Linked DNA regions of Zea mays: regions 1 and 3 are each linked to region 2. The links are chromatin contacts, called in public Hi-C maps. All regions are on one chromosome and are shown on one strand. Each heading gives the region's core, a stretch centred on a gene start, on an enhancer-like site or on the middle of the called end of the contact. The rest is flanking DNA. Distances are from core to core; before and after follow the strand shown.

The links. Hi-C and Micro-C count contacts between places; a contact is called where the count stands out from the background.
Region 1: a contact with region 2 is called in a Hi-C map of ear, with 2.7 times the contacts expected there. The contact joins the promoter of LOC541806 here to the promoter of LOC100501039 in region 2. A contact is called at or near these places in 6 of 25 Hi-C or Micro-C datasets (ear, endosperm, leaf and 2 more) and 1 of 3 datasets of contacts at active chromatin or transcription factors (leaf).
Region 3: a contact with region 2 is called in a Hi-C map of tassel, with 3 times the contacts expected there. The contact joins the enhancer-like site here to the promoter of LOC100501039 in region 2. A contact is called at or near these places in 4 of 25 Hi-C or Micro-C datasets (bundle sheath, ear, leaf and 1 more).

Annotation. Positions count from the first base shown.
Region 1 is chr7:27,377,372-27,380,972 of Zm-B73-REFERENCE-NAM-5.0, forward strand. It overlaps LOC541806 (cellulose synthase 8), which reads left to right and starts at 1,819. Exons shown (of 12, transcript NM_001111488.2): 1 at 1,819-2,471; 2 at 2,569-2,680; 3 at 2,774-2,939; 4 at 3,594-3,601. The coding sequence starts at 1,977.
Region 2 is chr7:27,753,358-27,756,777 of Zm-B73-REFERENCE-NAM-5.0, forward strand. It overlaps LOC100501039 (Transmembrane and coiled-coil domain-containing protein 5B), which reads right to left and starts at 1,922. Exons shown (of 8, transcript NM_001346059.1): 1 at 1,750-1,922; 2 at 1,515-1,604; 3 at 818-877; 4 at 638-677; 5 at 475-571; 6 at 123-182; 7 at 1-43. The coding sequence starts at 1,856.
Region 3 is chr7:27,345,645-27,349,229 of Zm-B73-REFERENCE-NAM-5.0, forward strand. No RefSeq gene overlaps it. Among protein-coding and RNA genes, the nearest start is that of LOC541806, 32 kb to the right of the region's middle. Within about 2 kb of position 2,262, at least 15 of the 20 cell types and tissues checked have an H3K27ac peak or open chromatin away from gene starts, as enhancers often do. A contact at or near this core is called in bundle sheath, ear, leaf and 1 more, where this site is marked.

The sequences.
Region 1 (3,601 bases), core at 569-3,068, 380 kb before region 2:
GTTCTATGATGTTGCTTTTATCATGTTATGTGAAGTAAAATAAAATATAAATGGAATATATCTTTAATACTATCAAAGGTGAATGGAAGGAGTAGAAAGTTCTATGTTTTAGCTTTATAGATATTTAATTTTATGACTCGTAGAGAGTTGGTAATCGTGTTTCATCCTAATAAAACTTGTTTGTTTCCTCTCTTCATTGAAACGTCCTCATATCATAAAATATTTACGTGACAGCTTATTAAATATAAAAATGAAACTCTGACAAAGACTAGCTTTATTCACAAGTCAAAACGGAGGTGATCCACAACACACTTTTAATTGTGTGCCTCGAGAAACACGTTAATTTTTTCCCTTGCCAAGTAGTAGCGCTCTATTGTTTATCGCCACTCTATCTCCATCATCCACCACACCGTATATCTTGTCTTGACTGACATTATTACCTTTGAAGTCAATGTTGACACTCTACTCTAACGTGGAAGGCCTCTAATCCTTTATTTTAAACTTTACTTTATAAATAATATCTTACACACTCCACCAAAAACAGACTCACTTAAGATTGCCTCCCATTCTAACGAACACCATGATAAAACAAGAAGTGGTCCTAGCTAAAGATTTAATGTGACTGTGATAATACAAGACTTGACCAACTGTACTTGAACATTGGTGATGAATACAAGAATAGTCTTACTTTTAGGAAATGCTGGTAATAACCGGAAATCCCCCTTCCTTGAGTTCATCACGACTACAAAAAATAATATATACTACCTTCATTCACATATATATATATATATATATATATATATATATATATATGATACCGTTGATTTTTTTCAAAAACTTTGACCACTCGGCTTATTCAAAATATTTATTCAAAAATGTAAAATTTTAAGCCAAGCATAAATCACTTTAGTGATAAAACAAATAACAAAAAAATAATAATTTATTATTTTTTGAATAAAACAAGTGGTTAAAGTTTTTTTAAAAAAGTCAACGGTATCATATATTTATTAATGGGGGAGTACTCTACAATGAAATCATATTAAGATAGCATAAACAATGGAAATGTGTGCATTTCAAAACAATTTGGCGCAACGCAACACTACTCATAGCCACCCCCATCGCTACTGATAGCATGCCATAGATTCGTCAATCGTCACAATGTTAGAGAAATTAAGACGAGACGTGTGTTAATGGTTGTAAAGCCACAGATTTATGGTATCAAAACTGTAGATTTTCTTTGAGTAGTTTGATAAAAACTTTTGTCGAACATTTTTTTAAGGGCTAATTTGGAAACCACGTTTTCTCAAGTGATTTTTATTTATCTAAAAGAAATTAGCTTATTTTTTTGGTAGGAACTTTGAAAAAATAAATCAAACTAGCCATAACTGAAATTTTTTACCCAAGTTCACATCAGGTGTCGCTGTTAACCTTCCCTTAATAATAGAGATGTCCAGGCCAGCAAAAGCACAATTAAGCTGATCAGACATTCTACCAACCTTTTCCTTTTCCCACCCCTCTCTCCCTATCACCCACTGTCAGTCCAATCAATAGTTGCCGTTTTGGTGCTTCACCGACACCGACACTTTCTCTCCCCTCCTTTTCTTTAGAGAGAGATAGAAAAAAAAACAAAAGAAAAGCCTCAGCACGCTAATCATCAGCAGCTGGTAACAACGCGGTGGTTGCGCTGCTCGCCTCTACAAGCAACGCACCAACGCCAACGCGGCGCGGCATTATTATACACCACACCACCACACCCACCCATCCCACAGCTCATATACCAGAGCCGGAGCAGCTTAGCGCAGCCCAGAGCGGCGCCGCGCCAAGCACAACCCCCACCCGCCACAGCCGCGTGCGCATGTGAGCGGTCGCCGCGGCCGGGAGACCAGAGGAGGGGAGGACTACGTGCATTTCGCTGTGCCGCCGCCGCGGGGTTCGTGCGCGAGCGAGATCCGGCGGGGCGGGGCGGGGGGCCTGAGATGGAGGCTAGCGCGGGGCTGGTGGCCGGCTCGCATAACCGGAACGAGCTGGTGGTGATCCGCCGCGACCGCGAGTCGGGAGCCGCGGGCGGCGGCGCGGCGCGCCGGGCGGAGGCGCCGTGCCAGATATGCGGCGACGAGGTCGGGGTGGGCTTCGACGGGGAGCCCTTCGTGGCGTGCAACGAGTGCGCCTTCCCCGTCTGCCGCGCCTGCTACGAGTACGAGCGCCGCGAGGGCTCGCAGGCGTGCCCGCAGTGCAGGACCCGCTACAAGCGCCTCAAGGGCTGCCCGCGGGTGGCCGGCGACGAGGAGGAGGACGGCGTCGACGACCTGGAGGGCGAGTTCGGCCTGCAGGACGGCGCCGCCCACGAGGACGACCCGCAGTACGTCGCCGAGTCCATGCTCAGGGCGCAGATGAGCTACGGCCGCGGCGGCGACGCGCACCCCGGCTTCAGCCCCGTCCCCAACGTGCCGCTCCTCACCAACGGCCAGATGGTACGCCTGCTCCTCTCCCTCTCCTCTGCCGCTTGCTTTCTTGCATTGCTTTCGGTTGAAGTTGAGCTCGATCATGACATGCTCGCCGCGTCCCTAGGTTGATGACATCCCGCCGGAGCAGCACGCGCTCGTGCCGTCCTACATGAGCGGCGGCGGCGGCGGGGGCAAGAGGATCCACCCGCTCCCTTTCGCAGATCCCAACCTTCCAGGTGCGTTATTGACGCTGTTTGCTGTTGGAATCTGCCAGTGCGAATGCCATAATGTCTACCCGTGTGCTGACGACCGTCTTGCTGGTGCCGCAGTGCAACCGAGATCCATGGACCCGTCCAAGGATCTGGCCGCCTACGGATATGGCAGCGTGGCCTGGAAGGAGAGAATGGAGGGCTGGAAGCAGAAGCAGGAGCGCCTGCAGCATGTCAGGAGCGAGGGTGGCGGTGATTGGGATGGCGACGATGCAGATCTGCCACTGTATGTGCTGTGCTCATCCGCACTTGTTGACTTATGAGTAGTTCTTTGATTACTTTCCTTTGGGTGCTGAGTGCTGACGGTGCGCTACAGTCTGTATGCTTATTGCTGAAGTAAGCTGATGCCATCTGCTTGCACTAGATATCTAATGAGTTATAAGAGTGCGATGTACACTTTTATTAAACTGTTAATCTCAAACTAGGCACACACAAAAGTGATATCAAATTTAGTTAGGAAATAAAGGGTTACAGTATTTAATCACAGTATATCTAAAAATATGCAGATATAGCTTTGTTATTACTTACTACATTGCTAGATGCCACACAACTACATGAGTTGGAGAGAATCCAGAATACAAGCTCAACTGTTTATGCAATGCTGAATTTGTAGACTAAGATGATACATCAACTATATTTTTTTTTTAAGTGGTGTATCTGTTGCTTCATTTCATGTTAATGTTTTTCATCATGTTCGTTGCATGTATATTCATAGAAACCTACATAGTGGTGTAGATAATTTTGCATTGCATTTTATGATCTTATCTTTATCTTCTAAGTCATCTGCAATATAGTTTTTGATAACGAAAACTTTGCCTTTTCTTTTCATAGAGTATTACTAGTAGATGGTTCTAAATTGTTATGTAAATTTCTTGTGCAGAATGGATG
Region 2 (3,420 bases), core at 672-3,171:
ATTGTTTCGTCAAGTTCCGATAATGTGTTGGTCTCCTCCTCCACTGGTTGAAAGAATGACGATGATAGTCAAGTAAACAAGAGTCCATCGCACAAATTTTGGCAAGTCTTCCTACTACTTACTATGATGTTCGTACTTCTCAAGCAATTTCTTCTTTTCAACTTCAACTTTTGACAACAGGTCTGCAGATAACATGTATAAGGATTTTAGTTGATAGGCTAATGTTTTTGTCAAGCCATGCTTTTTAAAGGCACATAATTAAAATCTATTTGTATAACTAGCAAGTAGCAACAAGTCAACAAAAAGCAAATTTCAGTAAACAAAGCACACAGGTTCATTCCAAGGTGTACTCTAAATTCAATCGTGAATTAATAAATCAAGTATCCTAGCTAGTAGTTTGTTTTGGAAATGAAAAAAAAAGAGCCATGCTTCATATGGAAGTGAAGAAATTGATACTGCTCTTGTTTGACCTACCTCTGAAAGTCTGCATGTGAGCATCCTTTTCTTTACAGAACGTATCATATGTTTCCTGAAACTTGCTGTACTCTTCGTTCAGTGAACTCTCACACTGCTAAAGTACAAATCCATGTCATTTTAGAAGAAAATAAAACCCTGGAGTACAGGTTGTTATGAATACCTCTTTGGAAGTGTTAGACAGTACTTTTAACGAATTCTGTCTGCATGCACAAATAGGAACACAGATTAGTGTGTTCTCACAGAAGATGTATATTTTTGTTTAGCTCCCGTAATTATAACTGGCTTCAGATGCTCTCAGTAAGTTAATGGGGGAAAATTGAGTGGTTCAAATACCAAATACCTTTCCTCCTCAAATTTCAGTTGGGTTTCTTCTAGCATAGTCTGAATATCTGCTGCCACACTACAGGTTAAGAAACAATTAACAACAAACTGTAGTGATACAGATGAAGGAATAGGACCTCCAGATTTCATCAGACCATGCATTTAGCCTACTCAGCAGAGAAAAATTCGACAAGTCACATGGATAAACTCACTCTTACAATTATGCGACTACAACTATCATATTATTGGGACGAGGGCCGAACCGGACCTCCATTGCAAGAAGAGTAATACTACTTTAGGAAGAAATTCAGACCACAAGCTATATGGCACAGCAACATCAACAAAACACCAAAGGTTAATCCATGAAACATAAAGCTCCATACACAGAACAGCACAATTATCAAAAATATTGTCTTAATTCCATCCATTCACTACAAAAAAACGCGGGCCATTACGAGTTCCCTTGCCAAAACTGCATTGAAGCCTAAATGGTAGCACAATTGCATTGACTGCAGACGGCAGATAGGACAACATTTCACCAGCAATATGTAAACGCAACAAAAACTGACGAATGTAATCATACAGGCCAATGGTCGGTGCAATCGTAAGTCATCAGCATCATGCAACAAAACATTGACATTAACGAATACCTATGCGATGAGCCCAATTGTTTGCAGTCGCAAGGAGATTCGGATTCCTACAGGTTTGCATCTCACCTGGCAATGACCTGCTCACAGATCTTCTGCCCGTCCTTGTTGGCCCCACCCTTGATAAGCCGCAGCAGGCACACGATCTCCCTGAGGTCACTGCCGCCGCAACCACGGAATTGAACATCTCGGATAATGCCGGGAAACCAAGAAGAAAAGGATCGCTCGCAATCCAACTCGAAAGAGGAATGTTCTAGAGCGAGTCCGTGAGCGAGGGGAGGCGCTGAGGTGAGGCCGGCCGTACCTGACGAGGTCCCCGTCAGAGTCAGAATCAGAGTCGCCGCCGGAGGAGGCGACGTCAGAGTGACGGGGCCGCTTAGCCGGACTCGGAGTGCCGCACGACGCGGCCATCCGTCCTCCCCCGCTGCGATGAGTCGTCGTCGCCGCCGCCGTCGCTGGACGCTGGGGGCAAGGAAGAAGGTGGGAATGAAAAGCCACGCAAGCGAGGAGGCCAGAATTTCAAATTTCGGAATCCCGCCATTCCGATGGCTGGGCCCCGTGAAAAATGTGAGGGGTTTATTGGGCCGAATCTTGCTCTTGCTTCAAGCCCACTGGGATTTTCATGGGTTTTCGTAGCCAGGCTAAACGGTTTGGGTTTACAGCTATTTGGTGGAGCATTTTTTTATAGAAGCTCACCCACTAAAAATAGTTGTGAGTTGTGACTAATTTTCTTTTCAATGATTCTTTATCGGATGTCGGATAATATTTGTTCATATTACACCCCTAGTTATGACTAATTTTTTTTCAATGATTTGCTTGTTTGGTTAGAAAGGAATTAAATATATTTCTACTCAAAATTGAATGGAATGAGATTTAATCCCATCAGTACCCTCGATCCTTATGCAATCGGAATAGGCCTTAAAATAAACTCTTCTTATGGAGTGACTATGTAAGAATAGCAAATCAGGCAACCCGTTAGTTAGCTTATATGCACAAAGGAAGTGTCTTGATGGCTTATATGTATTTCTCATGGCATTGTCTTCGATGGAACTTATCGTAAATAAATTATTTGCCTGAATTCCACTGGACCGCTGGGGGTGAAAATTACTGACTAGTTTTCAATGATTCTGAATTTCCTCCACCCATTGCGCATTCAACCGATAATTGTTCAACAGTAGGGATGAAAACATGTACGATAATTTTCAGTTACCGGAAACCATTCAACCGATAATGCGCAGTGCGCTTGTCTCAGCAGGGAACAGTTGCTGCTGGTGGTGTTGATGCAGTTCATCATAGTGATTTCTGGGACGGACGTACGACGACAAGGACATAGCCTGTGCACACTAGATGAAAGTTGAGCGAGTGTGTGTGTGTGCGCGCGCGCGCGCGCCTTCTCTGTACCGTACGTGCATGCAGGAAAGAAAAAAAACGAGAGCTAAAGTTAGTTTAGTGGAAACCTGTTGTTCCTTTCCTCAGTGGGAAGGCCGGCCCCAGGCTAATGACTTTTGTGCTATCAATTGCTGACTGCTGAGACAAGGAGAAGTGATCGGTAGCTAGCCCCTGAGGTCAAGCGCACTGCGCATTTGCAAAAAATTAAAATGCGGCCGGCCGGGGGGGTATGTCCACCTAATATATCCAGCATCTGGGAGCAGTGAGTAGGATCGTGACAAAACCAGAAGAACTTGATTCATGAGTCGCGGCAGGAAGATTCGGGTAGCATGCATGGCCGATGGAATATAATTGGGAGAGCTTGACTCCATCGGCTCAAGAAAAAGAAACCGGTGCGGTATGCCGGTGCCGGGAGTGACAACTCGGAGTGGAGGGCCCACGGACACTCTAGAGAGGTGGTGGTACCTTTAGAGTTTTTTGCAACGTTCAATTCTAACATAGGACGATGGAGACACCAAGCTTGCCTTGTCTATACTAAGCCCACGTTAGGCTATTCGCACTCATGAAACCCTAAATTTCTACTCTA
Region 3 (3,585 bases), core at 1,012-3,511, 410 kb before region 2:
ACCTGACCAACTAAAAGCAACTGCTTTGAGCTTAACCCCACATACAACTAGTCCACTTCAACCAAACGGGACATTTTCAGTACGTTGATGTGTACTCACCCTTGCTTAAACACCAAACACCAGGTTGTCCCTATTACAACCATTACTGAGGAGAAGATGAAGGCAACATGGAGGATTTTCAAGACTTCGAGGAATTCTAAACTAGACTAGCGGCAAACCCCTAGTGGGCTGCCTGTGAATGCCTTATCTTACTACGTTTCGTTCAGCACTTTGATTTATATTTAAGTTAATGACTATGGGGATGTTTTGGGCATCATGGTGTAATAAAGTAATACTTATTTCCTCTATTATTTCAGCATTGTGTGATGATGTTCAATTATGTAATTGTTGTGTACGTGAATTTCTGATCCTGGCACGTACATGGTTCGCATTCGGTTAACCTTCTAAATCTAGGTGTGACAACTAGCCTTGTGTTCCTCTCCCTCGTTTGCGCACACACAGCCTCCGTGTCGCACGTTCCCCATTTATGTTCCTTAGTTGCCCGCTAAACTGGGCAAGGTGGAGGTCATGGAAAGGGAACGTGCGGAAGTGGGGTGGAGAGGTTGTTATGCTTCCATCCGCGGATCGTGGAGTTTGTCTATGTGGAGAGGTTTGTCTATCCGTTTACATTTAGACAGTGGATTAAACAAAACTAAAATATGCATACACATTTAAGGGTATGAAAATATATGTGCATAAAAATTAAGAGCAAATAACATCTCTAATATCGGTCTTTGACTTATAGAGAATGATATGAAGAAGATAATGTTAGAGACGAATGAGAAATAGATGAAGAGGATAATGTTAGAGACGAATGAGAAATAGATGAAGAGGATAATGTTAGGTACGAACGAGAAATAGAGAAGGAAATCTTTTAGAGTAGAATGTGAAGGACAGATATAGAAGAGAGAGATATAGAAGATAGCGTTGGAGGTTGGAGATAGCCTAAAAATGATGACTTGGGAGTATTTTATCCTTTAGAGTAATTAGTGGCAGCGGTGTAGGAAGAGAAATCTACCTACAGTGAGGGCAAGGAAGTAATTTTTGTACCATAGGGGTATGATAGGTATTTCAGGTCCCGAGGGGTTTTCAATCTAAAGAGACATAAAGTATCCCAACTGGTTACCCCACACAACCAAATCTTTGCATGCCTCCATTGTACAAGCACACATAGACTAGGGGTTCTTTCGAGTCATACTTCTAAAAGAAGAAGATAACTTTGTTGGTATAAGTATTCTATCAATTCTATTAGGTCTTGGTCTAGGATGTCACGTCCTAGCAATTTGGATTTTCCTCAATGTGCAGGTGTGATGTATCATAGACCCAAGTCACGAATGGATCCATACTCTGTTACAGATTTTTACAACTACGGTTGAAGGGACACACCTTATATGTGGTGCTATTGCCACTATTGTTGGCAACCGTAACTGAGCCACCTCTCTTTCTCTCTTTGCGCTAGGCTAAGGTTAGCAAACACTAAAATGTGGCATTGTACTACTGCCTTCCAAAGTATGTCAATTGTAAACTTCCAAGAGTGCTGATCTCTACTACTATAATGTGGGGTTTCTCCTTCGTACGTCGTCCTCCTTTTCGCATGCGCTCGTTCGCCTCCCACCTGCCAAAAATAATTTTTGAACCCAGGTCGCAAGGAACAAAATATCTCCTTCTAACCACGACATCACTTGTTGATTTGTGATATATAAAGGATAGGTACTATAAATATATATACTAATAATTTTAACATAAAAATTGTACCAGACCGAGCCGAGCACTATGGCCGTGAAGACGACCGAGACACGATAAGAGCCCACTTTAAATTGTATCAAGCCGCGCGGTGACACTATTAAATGGATCGTGCCTTAGGTTGGCATGCTAGACACAACCCATTTGATTACCTATAGTTCAATACCTCCATCCTCAGTGTTCGTGATCTCTCAAGCGTGAAAACGTGAGAGAAAAATTTTGAACTTGTCTAAGCCCGCACCACATATCTCGCCATTCGCACTCAACTAATTTATGAATTTATATCGTATTTGAATAATTATCGTATTTAAGCAAATGTTAGCCTATATGATATATATAGAAACATTATTTATGCATGGGCAAGTAACTAGTTGAGATCAACAAGTCACCACTTTTTGCAATCGGATGCTCTCCAGTGGGCCAAAATTACTTGCCTCTGTTCTGTTGTCTGGTCCGTACGTGGCAAATCCAAATGTGCTGCGTAGACACAAAACTCATATCGCACGCAAGGGAATTGGGCTCGCAAACTGTTTAGGCCCAACAAGTACAGGTACTGCTCGTTTTTCTTGGCGCAGTGTCTTTTTTTTTTTCCGCCAGGTAAGTCTACTACTACAACATGGGAGTATTTGGTTCCACGGACTAAAATTTAACCTGTGTTACGTCAACTATTTAAATATCAAGTATAAATATTAAATATAGATTTAATTAGATTTAATAAATTTGTCTTGTCTTTTTAGTCCTCATCTATGTAATTAGTTTTATAATTAGACTATATTTAATCTATATACTTGTAACAATCATATAGACATTTGATGTGACAGAGACTAAATTTTAATTGGCTGAAACCAAACACCCCTAAAGCGTCAATATCTGTGTGTATATATATATATATATATATATATATATATATATATATATATATATATATATATATATATATATATATATATATATATATATATATATATATATATATATAAATTAAAATCATGCTGGTATAAATATCCCATTCAAGCGAAATATACTCGTATGATATATAAAATCCGTAGCAATGTACGAGCAACTAAGTAATGCTAAATTATGGACCTGTGCACCGGAATATAATTTGGGGATGGTACAACTATATTGACAGGGCGCCAGTTAACCACTCCTAGATTTAAGGATAGTCCAAGTTTAAAACTTTTTTAGTGCTAAGTAGCTAAAACTGCAATACTCTTTGATATAGGATGGTCATAGGTTAAACCTTTTTGAAGTTTGAGTGCTGGTAACTTAGAATACAGATTTTGTTTTTACATTACAAGGTCGATGCAACAATGTGATCATGAAAAGTAATTTTCACAAAGCATTAAATCTTCTGTTCAATATATAGTATACTGCAACATGAAACTACGGACAAAATTTTATCTTTTTTCACCATTGTGCGAATATCTTTTTTCTTTTCTTTTCTTTTCTTTGTGAAGATATGGATGGATCGTTTTTTACAACTGGATCAGCAATCATTGTGTCGGTTATAAAAGTTACAGAAACGTGATCAGCTATTGTTTTTCTTTTTACATTTTGTCATTCATACTTTCATAGTTTTAATCCTAATAGTTAATATATTTTTTACTTTTGGTTCTAGCCATTTTTCCTGGACACGGTTTGGGCGGCACAGCAGTAACTAACTCTCATTGGTAATATATCGACATGAAACAGATGGTGGATAGGTGAAGATGGTGGAAGATGGAGTGTGTAAGCCACGGTGTCCACACGAGCTACCACTGGAACGGTCCAGAGTATTTGAACAGGGTGCAATTTGACATA